2 separate regions of the Zea mays genome follow, and region 1 is linked to region 2. Evidence: chromatin contacts called from public Hi-C data. All regions are on one chromosome and are shown on one strand. The core of a region is the stretch at or near the end of the contact, and the rest is flanking DNA. Distances in the headings are between cores, read along the strand shown.

Region 1 (6,768 bases), core at 3,349-5,848, 440 kb before region 2:
TTGGACAGTTGTCCCTGAAGTGGCCCTTCTCCCCTGATGCAAAGCATCCCCTCTTTCTTTTCTTTTTCCTGTCAATATTAAAGCGAAGATCCTCGACCTGCAGAGGCACACTCATTAGATTAATCTTGCGAATCATCCCCATTACCTTTCTGACGCGCCAGATTGTTTCTTCGTCCTCGGAGGATGATGTTGATGGTTGATTATCTTCATCATCATCACTTTCTTCCTCTCCCTCTTCCTCTTCCTCTTCCTCTTCTTCACTTGAGGAACTTGGAGTGGGAGCCTTCTTCTTGCCTTTCCTTTCATCACATGCAAAAGCATATGATCTTGAAGAAGTTGGCTCCTCTTGCCGACCCATTTTACACGACATCTCAAATGCCGCGATTTTTCCAATTACAATGGTCGGGGTCATTGTACTCAAGTCCTCCATGTTGTGAAGAATGGTGATGATGCTCCCATATCTTTGTTGTGGTAGTAGGGAGATAATCTTCCTCACAATGTCCGCATCACCTAGCTTATTAATGCCAATAGAATTGAGCCCATTGATGATTAAATTTAAATGAGAATACATTTCTCTAATAAGCTCATTTTCTTTCATGGCAAAAGAATTATACTCATTTAAAACTAGGCATTGTTTTTGCTCACGTACATTGGATGTGCCGTCATGGAGATCATGCCATTTTAGCCAAATCTCATTAGCAGTTTTTAATGTAAAAACTTGATTGAAAATTTTCATGCTAAGAGATTCATACAAGCAATTTTTGGCTCTAACATTCAAATGAACTTCCTTTTCTTCACTCGTGGTGAGCAAAACCTATGCAAATAAACAATCTAGAATGTGCAAACTTGGTTTTGTTTATGTGTTGCTATCTCTACCGCAAAGTCTAAGTTTCAATTCTAAATAATCTAACTGAAAGTCAAGATTGAAACTTAAATACTTAATATAAATGCGGAAGGTAAAGAGCAAGGTAGAGATGCAAACTCTCGTGGATGACATCGATATTTTTACCAAGGTATCCAAACAATGCAAGGTCTCGACTAATCCTCTTTGGTGCCCCTACGCAAAGGGAAGCCCACGTGAGGGCCAAGCACCTCGGACGAGTAACTCCGTAGAGAGTCGTGGGCCTTTTCCACGCGCAAGTGGTGCTCCGCTTCCGGATCCTCTTGGACGCTCCCTGCCATCTCCACTATCGAGGTTTCGGCTAAAACATCGTGGGACTCGTTCCCTTCGGTACACAGTGGTGACCGTGACACAAACACGGTTGTCACGGTCTCGCAAGACTCTCGCCCCACTCGGTACAATTACAATAGCTCGCACAAGAGCCGAGGATTGTGTGGTTTTTCTAAACACACTCAACTAACTAGGATTCACCTAGAGCAAGCGCATAAGCGGTCTAACTAACCTAAGCACTTCGCAAAGCACCTGTGCTAATCACCAAGTGATTCTATTAAGCACTTGAGTGTTTGAGCACTTGGGAATGTCTATAATATGCCTTGGTATGTTGCTTGGGCTCCCACACATTGAAATGGTCGGTTGGGAGGTATTTATAGCCTCTCCCCATAATTATAGTCGTTGGATAGAAGCAGTAGCTTTCTATTGACGAGCGCAGCGGACAGTCCGGTGCACACCGGACATGCACTGTTCACTGCACGGTGCCCTGCCATGTCAGCCGACCGTTGGGGTCTGTAGCAGTCGACCGTTGGATCTGACCATTGTCTAGATTGTCCGGTGCACACCAGATAGTCCGGTGTTATAGCCCGAGAGCGCCTGGTTATGGGCCCCTCTGCGCAGACTATGCAGTGTCCCACCGGACAGTCCTGTGCACACTGGATAGGTTACTATTCATTGTTCGGTGCGCCACGAGTGCACTGGCTGACTGCCCACTTCATGGATTTCTTCGCTGTTTCCTTGGGCTTCTTTTGTTCTTGAGTTTTGGACTTATATGCTTCTTTTATGTCTTCTTTTGAGGTGTTGCATCCTCAATTTCTTAGTCCAATCCTCTTCTCATCCAGTGAACTACCAATGCAAATACTAGCAAACACATTAGTCCATAGGTTATATCGATCATCAAACACCAAAATTCTTTGGCCAAATGACCCGAGGTCCATTTTCCTTACAGTCGCCCTTGTCACTACCGCCGCTGACCTTGTCGCCCTTTTTGCCCTCATACCCATCCTCCTCCATGGAGTCCACCTTCTCCTTGGAGTCATCCGGGCCATCGAGCCTTGCTCGCTTGATGGCCCGGATGTAGGCTCTCTCCAATGCAGAAAGCCCCATGGAGTCATCCGTACAGACGGATGACGACAAGGGGGGAATCGGCGGCGTGGTCCTCTCATCCTCGGAGGAGGATTTCTCCTCTGAGTACTCAAAGTCAGTGAAGTCCTCCAATAGCGAAGTCGGAGGATACTTCCTCTTGTCATTTTTGCCTCCCTTGCCTCTCTTCTTGCCCTTGCCATCCATGCTTCTCGTCATTAGGGATTTCTGGTGGAGAAAAGGACTATGGAGAAAAGGAGAGCCAAGACGAGTGAAGAAATGCACAGCAGACGGTTGGCTTAGTTAAAGAAGTAGAAGGATGCCCTTTCGTCTTATATCCGTACAACGAACAATCACAAGCCATCAAGAGTCGTTTAAAATTCCAAGAAACGACACGCTTCTGGCAAAACATGGCATAACACGGCATCGGAGGTCAGTAAATGAACTGCTCACACGCATCATTACATCATGTCACTTCAATAAACTGTTATGCGAATAAGACACCATACACACCCATTGGGTGCTAGGTCTGGGCTTTCTGGAAAACTCTAATCCAAGAAATACTAGCAACATAATTGTGCCTCACTAAATGAAAAACATAAGCTTGACAGGAGTTGGTTGGTCAAACCTGAGTCAACTGAGCCTCTATCGGTTGAACTCAGTCGACAACTTTAGCAGACTTTGGCCAAACACGTCCTAGCCGAATAGGTCTTAGTCGGCTAAAGTTTCATTCGACCGAACTTCCATAAAGCCAAATTCAGTTGGCTAAATACCACTTAGCCAGGAACTCGATCTACTTAAGAATCAAACCAATAATATGTTCCTCTGAAGTAAAGAGATCTCTAAGACCTCCAAGTCGATTGTTGTTCAAATCAACTCGAAGCTCGAGGGCTACACCCATTGGGTGCACCTACGGTGCACCCAATAGACCAAAGCATGGGAAAAATAAGTTGCGTTCAAGAAAGAAAATTAGGTGACAGAGTTCATTCTTAGAGTTTTGAGCCAATTGCCCTAAAAAATGGCTTCAACCTCGAGGCTTGTGGGAGATACATATCCCATGGGTCAATAAGGTGCAGATGCACTCCATGGACTGCCAAAGAGACCCCCAATAAGTCGTCTAGTAGGGCACATAGTGGGCCTCAAAGGCATGATAAGACATGTCCTGTGTGCGGCAAGCGTACCAACCATGCGAATGTCACGCGAAGGAATCGCCTGAAATCATAAGACATGTCCTATGTGCAGCAAAACGCCAGATTATTCAGAAGACGCATCTTGTAATCTTGAACTTAGATCAATGCAATACTCAGCACAGGACGAAGGTAAGCATTCACGTGGCCCGAACCTGTATAAACTCCCTGTATTCCGATGTGCCACCGCACGTACCATTGAGCAGTGATCGACGTCGCCGTCCTACCAAAAGCATTACGTGGGCCCGTAGTGCGCATTTGGGAGCAAACACCGACAGCGATGAAGTTACTAACCTTTAGAGCCTAGAATGAATGGAGAAATAGACTCTTCACAAATAGTTCGAGAGCAAGAGCAAAGCAAGAGAATAGGGAGCTTCAAAAATTGTTCTGAATGACTCGAGTTAGGGGGTGATGGAAGGTGTATATATATGCAGACATTTAATTAGTACTAGTTAATAGCTTGGTTCAAAACTAAAGGTCACTCTAATACCGATTGAAACCACCAACTAGGATTAAGGGACACATAGCATTTATTTTCGATTGGTGGCCATATGTAACTAGGATTGAAGAGTGACCTTTAGTATTGTTTGGAGCCATCAACCATGACTAGATGCTCCTGTGTTGAATCTAAGAGGATTAGTCTCACGTCCAACTCTAACTAATCCTACCTCCGTTTTCGAATATTTAATGACCGCCAGCTTATTTTTAAACTAAAACATGACAAATAGAAAAACAGAGAAAGTATCAAATTGCTAAATTTAAAAACTGCTTATCGATTCTCTAATACAGAAAATACATGAGTGATGAGCATAACTAGTGAGAGTGCATGGGAGAACTTATGAAGCAACACAATGACAAGGACAGATGGAACGAATCATGATCTTCCTACTCATGAAGCAAATCGAGCAAAGTAAAAACAAAAAGGAAATGTCCATTCATTCGGGCTGCAAGATCGGCATCTTTCCACCTCGTCTGTCAAGCATCAAGTTCAACTTTTCGTACCAGACCAAAGCGTGCTTGCCTGGCAAGCCGCGCCGCTTTATTCCATCACACCCGACCAAGCAAAGGCCACTAAAGCCTAGCAGTGTCTCCTCCTAGCCGTCTGTAGATTTATATAAACGCTCTGCTTTGACACGATACAACCCCTCAAAGCCAGCGTAGATAAACGTCGACCATTATGGGACCTTACAGCACCGCCGTCGCCGTAAGCGCATCGCCGGTCCTGCAGGCTTCCTCACTCTTGACGCGAGCCCGTGGTTCTTGGAGGCCCACGGTGGCGGCGTTGCGGCTTTCTGCTTCCGTGAAATGCCGTCGGCGGGCACTCACCGTGACCTGTGCGCTCCCGGAGAAAGAACGGCCGGCGGCATTCAACATCCCGCCCACTGGTGAGTACATGCACTTCCATTTCACTTAGCATCATTATGCAACAATATAATAATGCGTGCTAAGCAGCTTACGCACAAGAGCATGCATGCGTTTCAGCTCTGCTGTGCCCCGTGCCCCCGCCGGACGGCAAGGAACGGTGGGACATCAAGGAGGAAGATGACCGCGTCACGCTGTGGCTCCAGGTGCCAGGGCTGTCGGCGAGCGACATCGAGGTGACCACCAGCGAGGACGTCCTCGAGATCAAACGCAGGGTCGTCGCCCCACAGCAGCCGGCGCCCGTGGACGCGCACGGCGTCGGCGCGTTCCACATCCGGCTGCTGTTGACCAAGGAGTACGACGGCAGCAACGTCACGGCCGATCTCAAGGCCGGCATGCTGGAGGTCACCGTCCACAAGAACCCGCAACGCCCCGGCGAACGCGCCGTGATGATGGGGGCGACCAAGCCCCCGCCCGAGCCCCGTCAAAACGAGGAGAGCAGTACCAACCAAAGGTCCTCGACCGCAAGAAAGGAAACCGGAACCCCCATGGGGAGACAAAATCCAAATGGAGTCTAGCTGGTTGAGGGCTCGGACCCTGCTTTGAATAAGCTTCTCATTTCTAGCTGCGGATGGACTCAAACCAGCAATCGCCTTCTGTTATATCAATTGCCTGGAGAGAGCTTACGCTGCTTGTAGTATCATGTGTGTTTCCTTAAAAAAACCCTTCTTTGTTTCTTTATTTATTATGAGGGTTTTTTTTTGGTGTGCGGTCACACAGAGTGAAAACAATTCCATTTTCTAAGCAAAATTCCAATGGTCGTCTTCCCTGTACTGCAAAATACACCTTAGACTTTGTTTAGGTATTGTAATATTAACTCTAATCCACGTGTGTTGAAGTGGATTGATATATAAATTAGTTTAAGTTATACTCCAATTCACCTCAATACATGTGGGTTGAGCTTAATACTAGAGTACCTAAACTAGGTCTTAATGGACTTATAAAAGTTGTCATGCCAAAGATTTAGCAAGAAAAAGTTGCTAAAACTAGCTAGTACAAAAAAATTACCATATACTTAGGGCTTGTTTGTTTCAGCTTATAGATTATATAATCTAGATTATAATCTAAATTATACAATACAGATTATAATCTACATGTATCTGTTTGGTAGTCTATATTATACAAATGTAGATTATTTACAAAGACAATAGTACCCTTATTTGTTTATTTGAGGTGAGAAAAAGGGATGACATATATTGTAATTTTATTTACATAACCATGAATAGTGGGTCTTGCCAAAAATAATCTCAAATAAGCTACTTTTGAGTAGATTATGAGATTATCATAATCTAGGATTTAGATTATATAATCTAAAATCATAATATAGATATTTGTTTACTTGTTGTATTATTTGCGCTGAATTATATAATTTGGAGAGATTATAACCCGAGAACAGTGCCCACCAGCGAGCGTATGCGATGAATGAGCGGCAGCCCACAAGAGCCCGGCCCATGAGGAGCACACGGCAGCCCAGGAGTGCGCAACGAGCGCCGTACATCCACGAGATTACGCGGAGCACAATTTTCGAATTCCGATGTCTCACGTTCGAGGTAGGTTGAGTTTTCTCTTCTTTCTTTTTTTTCTAATTTCCCTGTTTTATTTTATTGAGTTGTTTTATTCATATTTCAACATTTTAAAATTTAAATTAATCATTTATTTTCTGTATTATTATTTGTCCCACATTTTTTATTAGTTGTTCCAGACTATAGAGCACGCCTTTGCAGGTAGTTGAATCTTATCATGTGCCAGTTGGATCTAGATCAGGTTTGGATCTGATAGAGTAAATATCCGTCTGCGATCATATCCTCAGAGATTACTCATGCTCGCCCACAGTTATACCCGTGGGTAAATTTTGTACTCGTGTCCATATCCGTCGGGTATCAGATACCCATTACTACTCTACAA
Region 2 (6,802 bases), core at 3,952-6,451:
ACATCATGAACGGTGAGGTAATGAATGTTGTTCTATTCATGATGAGACAACTTAATGATTTGAAGATGCACAAGAACCAAAATTTAGCTTATGCTCCTTATATTATGGCTCTCATCAAAGCCAAGACAAGATTTGAGGGGCCTTGCGAGGTTGTTCACACACTGTTCAGACCTTTTAAGAATGAGATAGGGTTTCTCACCAGGCCACTCACTCCCTTCCCAGATAATGAGGAAGACCCTGGCTATGATGCAGGAGCAGATCCTGCTGTTGAGGGCGAGCAGATGCCTCCTCCTCCACCTCCTCCTCAGCCTCAGCAGTATTGGCAGCCTGGTCCAGGCTACTTTGATCCATATTTTCACACTATGCAGCAGGGGCTTGAGACCCATATTGATACTCGCTTTGAGGGCATGATGACACATGTGGATCACCGCCTAGATGACATGCAGTCTCGCTTTGACAGTAACTGGGATGCGCTCAACTCTGAGTTTTCTGAGTTTCGTGATCACATTCACACTAATGTCACTGATCCTATCATGACCAGGCTGAATAATATGCAGCAGAGTTTTCAAGATAACATGGGTGCTCTCTCCAGCCAATTTGACAATCTTTCTACAAATGACAGCATGCATGATATCAGTCAGAGGCAGCAGCAACTCCAGCAAGATTTTGGCCAGTTCTCCTCTCTTTTTGACACATTCAGCACTCACTACTACAACATGCATCCTGCACCCAGTGATCAGTGAGGCCTCTCCTTTGTGGCAATTGATGCCAAAGGGGGAGAGAAGTGCTGAGAAGAGAAGTTGTCAGATGTTACATTCAGGGGGAGTTGTTGGTCTATGTGGACATTATGACCGTGCATATGCATATTTACCTTTTTATGTCGCATGCATTAGTTTATGTCTTATGCATTTGGAACTGGCTTGAACTGTTAACTCTATGTCGTATGTCTGTGGACAATTATCTATAATATTCTGTGGGTTGAACTATGTTTCAGTTCAAATTACTCTGTGTGTGGTTAATCGAGGAATAGTTACAATTGTTGTGCTTACTCTACGTATCATCTCTTGTATGCCTCGATAACCATGATTGTAGGAAAGTCTCCATCAAACTTTGATATATTATGTGTGTTATATCTTCAGCTTCAAATAATCCTGCACACACTTAGGGGGAGCCTTTCTTACATACCGAGTTTTTATTGGGATTTATCTATCTCTCGGACAGAATTTCAAATCAAGATAAGTCCTATGAAACTCATCTCCAAAATCTATCTTATACCTTAGGTATGAGAGAGATTTGGAAAAACTAAACTTTTCTTTAATATATTATGTAGTGTTGTCATCAATTACCAAAAAGGGGGAGATTGTGAATCATCTAGGCCCCTTTGGTGATGTTTTGGTAATTAATGACAACTGCTTGTGGACTAACGATTCTTGGATAAATAAGAATGCAGGGTTGGACCACATAGAACAGGAAATGTTGGAGAATCATAAGCATTGGTTGTGGATCAGATAAAAGCAAAGGTATAATATAGGTTTCGTTTTTGCCGGTCTTAAGGAGTTTAGAGAAGATACCTGATCGGATTAGTAGGCTAGATAGCCGTACTATTAAGAGGGGTCAATGACTTTGATCTGTGTAAAGCTTAGTGCCTCATAGAGCATCAAGTAGTTGCATTTGCATGAGGACTAACAACGCTTCAAATTTCTTGAGTTAAAAGTTCTTTCAAAAGCAAGTTTGAAAAATTGCAAAGTCTTGGATGCGCGAACCGTCCGGGCCTTAAGGGCGGACCGTCCGCGATCCACCAGAGGGGTCCGAAGTCTGACCACTTCGGAAGCCACTTTGTTCTATTGCACTGCGGACCGTCCGGGCCTTAGGGCCGGACCGTCCGCAGTCATGACCAGAGAAGGCTGGTTTCGGGCCAGTCCCTGAATTATAGCGCGGACCGTCCGGCTGTGTTGGGCGGACCGTCCGCAAGTGTCAAACATGTTTTGGACAGGGACTATGTGATTTTGTAGATTTGTACTACGGACTGTCCGGGGGACTAGTCCGGACAGTACTGTCTCAGGTCGCGGACCGTCCGGCCTTATAAGCGGACGGTCCGCCCGTGTTATGGTTCGTGTACCTCAAGCTTCCAGGTCGCGGACGGTCCGGCCTTGGAGGGCGGACTGTTCGGATCCACCTTTTCTGACAGCTCTGACAGTTTTCAAACGAGAATTATAGCCGTTATATGTACGGCGGACCGTCCGGCCCTAGGGCGCGGACCGTCCGCGTGTGCGCAGAACTGGTGCTTTTTGCACATAACGGTTGGATTTTGATGGGGGTCTATAAATAGAAGGGTAGCTCGTGTGAGAGAGCTCTCTTGGCCATTCCTTGCACACATTGAGCTTATTTGTGATCCTCCAACTCACTCTCTCACACTCTTTGCTTGAGATTGCATTCTAGTGAGAGATTGAGAGTTCCTAGTGCATTTGCATCATTCGGTGATTCTTGAGGCACTAGGTGGTACACCGAGCAAGCGTCATTGGCTTATTACTCTTGGAGGTTGCCGCCTCCTAGACGGCTCGGGTGATTGTCTCCGTCGAGCTCTCCAAGAAGATTGTGGAGAAGCCGCGGTGTTGATTGTGAGGGGTTCGCGCCTACCTCGCCGAGCGGCAAAGGTGACATTAGTGGAATCGAGGTATTGAGTGATTTCTTGTCCACTTGGCTCAAAGATCAAGTCGTGCCTTGATAGAGGAGCAAGTGAGAGCTTGAAGTCCACCTCAACGTGGATTAGGGGTGATCGGCAAATCACCGATACCACGTGATAAATTTCGGTGTCTCTACCTTCTTGCATTACTTATTGCCTTGCAAGTGATTAGTGTTTTGCATATTGTTCCTCAAGTATTCAATCAACGTAGTTGTTTCTCATACATTATTTACTTGTTGTCACTAGAGAATTATTACTCTTGTTATATTGATTAAATTTACCTAGTGTTTTTTATTTTAGTCAAAACCGCCTATTCACCCCCCTCTAGCCGGTGTCCTAGATCCTACAGGAGGGGCCGCGGCGGGGAGGGGCTCACGCGGGGGGAGGGGCGCGACGGGGGTGGGGCTCGCCAGGGAGGGGCGCCGGGGAGGGGCCGCGGCGAGGAGGGGCTCGCGCGGCGGAGGGGCGCGACGGGGGCGGGGCTCGCTGGGGAGGGGGGCGCCGGGGAGGGGGACGCGGCGGGGCAGGGGAGGGCGCACGGCACGGGCAGGGGAGGGCGCGCGGGCAGGGGGAGGGCGCGCGGCCAGGGGAGTAAGAAAGGGAGGGGGAGGGAGAGAGAGGGAAGGAGAGGGAAGGGGAAGCTCACCTCGGGGATCCAAACTCCGGCGATCACCGTCTCCAAACCCTAGGGCACCACAGGGAGAGAGAGGGAGAGGTGGGAGAGGGAGAGGGAGGTTACTGCGTGGGAGAAATCAAATGAGAGAAAGAGACCAAGGGAGGGGGGCACGCGCATGGGGGCAGGGGCGCCAGGGGCGCGCGGGCCGGACTGGGCCGGGCTGGGTCACATCGCGGATCAAAGTCCACGACACACACAACCACCAATCGGAATCCGGTCGCGAACCAAAATCTGAAACGGGACGAGACGAACACACGACTAACCACGACATCGGACAAAGAAATATGCTTCAGCATGATGCAACACCCATGACATTTAGGTTTTGTTTACACATGACATAGACACCGTCACTATATTGCTTTGAAATTAGGAAGAAGGAGCGAAACGAGAAAAGGAAAGAGAGTAACGTCTGAATTTGGTGAGTAAGTAGAAGAAAAAATTCTACCCACCAAATTCAGGGCGTTACAATGACCACCCTAAAAAACAGTACAACCATGAGGGTGGTATGAGACGCCCTTAACTAATTAATTAGAGGAACTGAGGTGTAGTTTACTTCGCCGTCGTGCCGTCAATGGGGCTTGGTGTATGTGGCTCGCTCCATCGAGGGTGGTTTGCCCCTTGGGGAGGAGTGCGGTATATTTAGAAAACCTAACGGCCGGCTACAACCTCAGGGAATCTTTGTAAAGGCTTCGTAGTGAATCACTGGCCATTCACCTCGGGAGTGAACAAGGATCTTGCAAGCCCGGGCTAGAGAGGGAATCACGGCTCATGGATAAAGTGTGCAACCTCTACAGAGTGTTATGAAACTGATATATCAGCCGTGCTCACGGTTATGAGCGACCTTGAGAGCTCCTTTGATTAGAGATACTATGATTACAAATGATGATGATGATATTTATGGTTTCGATGGTTATGATTATAATTTCTGGTATTCTTTCCGTTTGGAAGGAGTAATTTTGTGCTAATAACTTGGGTTTAATGCTAAAACATGGCTCTCTACTAGTAATCATTACCTGACCAACTAAAAGCAACTGCTTTAATCCTAACCACACATAAAGCTAGTCCACCTCAGCCAAACGGGACAATTGCTGAGTATGTTGATGTGTACTCACCATTGCTTTACAACAACAACCCACAGGTTGCCCACATTGCAACCACTACTCAGGAGAAGATAAAGTCATGGTGGAGGATTTCAAGTAGTTCCAAGACTATGATATATGTTTAAGACTATGTGGATGTCTGTGAAGGTCGTGTATTGCTACGTTTCGTTTTCGCACTCTGATCTATGTTTAATACTATGTGGATGTCTTGGACATCATGATGTAATCAAATTAATACTTTTTTATGTTATTATTCGAGCACCGTGTGATGATGTCCAACTATTAAACTGTTGTGTACGTGAATTGCTAATCCTGACACATATATGGTTTGCATTCGGTTTGCCTTCTAAAACCGGGTGTGACACTTGGAACCACGGGCCTGGGTGAACTCCGGCTGCAGGTCGCGAGGAAGGAGTGGTTGCTCGCGAGAGTTCTCGGCGTTATGCCAGGTCGCATGCTCACGCTCCTGGGCAAGGAAGTTCCGACGGTTTGTTTGGGATTATAAACTGTCAAGATTATATAATCTAACTTATTTATAAGATTTAGTTCAAAATAAGTTAGAAGTAGATTATAATCTTGAACAAATATATCCTTAAGCTATCTTCAGCAGCTTACCTATTTCTAAATTTCAAACTTTAATTTGTAAATAATGCACTATATACGGTGTAGAACATATTAGGTAACCACAATGAATTGCTAGACACATTGTTAAACCCTCCGCCCTCCCTCCATTGTGTCTCCTTTCCCAGAAAAACCCTCGTTCAGCTGCTACACTCACCGCGGTCTCTCTCTGTCCATTTCCCGCCTCCTCGCCGCAACTAGGGTTTCTTAAGCCCTCACCGCCCATGGCGAGCGGCAGGGCGGCTACATCCAGTTCCATCCTCGTCAACGCCGCCGGCACCAGCAAGACCCTGTCCGCATCGCTATGGTGGGACTCCTTCGTCGTCCTCTCCGACGACCTCGACCGAGCCACTGCTGGCCCCTCTGTCCCGGATGCCCTCGTAAGTGCAGTTAATCCCTAGTCCGCCTGCCGCGTTCGCAGAATCATCAGTCGTAACAGTTGGCTTCCTTTGCTGCAGGCTAAGCGGATCAAAAGCCACCACGCGTGGCTCCGAGGGTCGGTCTCTATGTTCGGGAAGCCGAACGACGCGTCCAGGAGCGCACTGGAAGTTGGCGAGGTTGCCGTCGGGGAGCGTCGCCTCACTGTCAAGCCAGAGCTCAAGGAGGCCGCGCTTCGTGCAAGCAAATGCCTGGTAATTTTGCTTCCCCTGTCTCACGTATTGGATGTACATAATAATTAGTAGATTCTGGGTATAGATATCTGTTTCTTTGAGTTCCTGAAGTCCCATATGTTTAGCTTAAATTTGTATTTGGTAGCTAAACTGTGTAGGCCCGTAAGTCGACTAGTGTAGGGGCTTGAGATTCCGTAGAATTGCTTGAATGCTGAGTAGTGACCAAGGTTTTCCCCCCTTTTGTTTCGATCTTGGAATTTTAGTATTATAGATCTCTCAAATATGCCATACAATTTCTTTGAGGGATACCCGTTGATGCTTACTGGTTTGCCAGAGTAATTGACATAACTTAGATTGATTTTTTACTTTGAGTCAGAAGCGCAGAACGCTTTGAAATCTCAAATATTGGCCTGCAGATATTTGTAGTTATAATCATTTATCAGATGACATCATTAATTTAAAATGGTCTTAGCAAAATTTTTCAGCGCTGAAGTTAGCCATGTTTAACATCAATATTGGAAAAGGGCCACCAAGGCACCAGTATATGATTTCCACTAGAATGAGAAGTATTAACGCCACTCTCGGTAGAAATGAAATTTCCCAGGATTTCCATTAGTTCATTACCATGACTTTTTCCTGGATGCCCCCCCTCTAAATTCTTGCAGGAAATCTTAGTGCCAACCAGGAAGGCCTTTTGGCCATCCAATATTCCAATTTGACATAGATGTCTCATTTTTCATTAGCACTGACTACTGATTGACATAGTAAGTATTATGGCAATTGGAGCCATTAGGATAAGGAAATAATAAGTTAGATTGATTTGGTTACTTAGGATAAGGGAAGAGATAAATTAGATCGATTTTGGTTAGTTAGGATAAGGGTCGCTTGCTTAGGGGTCAAGTAAGTCTCTCTATATAAGGAGAGGAGACCTATCAATCTAGTCAGGCAAGAATTAAGAAGGAAAACCCATAGTTATTAAGGCGTCCTCAAGGCGACGCTTAAGCGTCGCCTAGGCGGTAAAGCGCTTGGCCGAGACAAGGCGTCCGCCTCGCCTTACCCCAGCGCCTAAGGCGAGCGGAATGCGAGTGGGAGAGAGGGCTCTGCCCGTTGG

What was found. Hi-C and Micro-C count contacts between places; a contact is called where the count stands out from the background.
Region 1: a Hi-C map of tassel shows a contact between it and region 2, with 2.9 times the contacts expected there. The contact joins the promoter of LOC100193370 here to the promoter of LOC100279122 in region 2. A contact is called at or near these places in 2 of 25 Hi-C or Micro-C datasets (ear and tassel).

Annotation. Positions count from the first base shown.
Region 1 is chr1:123,911,323-123,918,090 of Zm-B73-REFERENCE-NAM-5.0, reverse strand. LOC100193370 reads left to right here and starts at 4,598. Exons shown (of 2, transcript NM_001138500.1): 1 at 4,598-4,826; 2 at 4,924-5,730. The coding sequence starts at 4,619. The coding sequence ends at 5,381.
Region 2 is chr1:123,473,884-123,480,685 of Zm-B73-REFERENCE-NAM-5.0, reverse strand. LOC100279122 reads left to right here and starts at 5,201. Exons shown (of 33, transcript NM_001350807.1): 1 at 5,201-5,460; 2 at 5,539-5,712. The coding sequence starts at 5,305.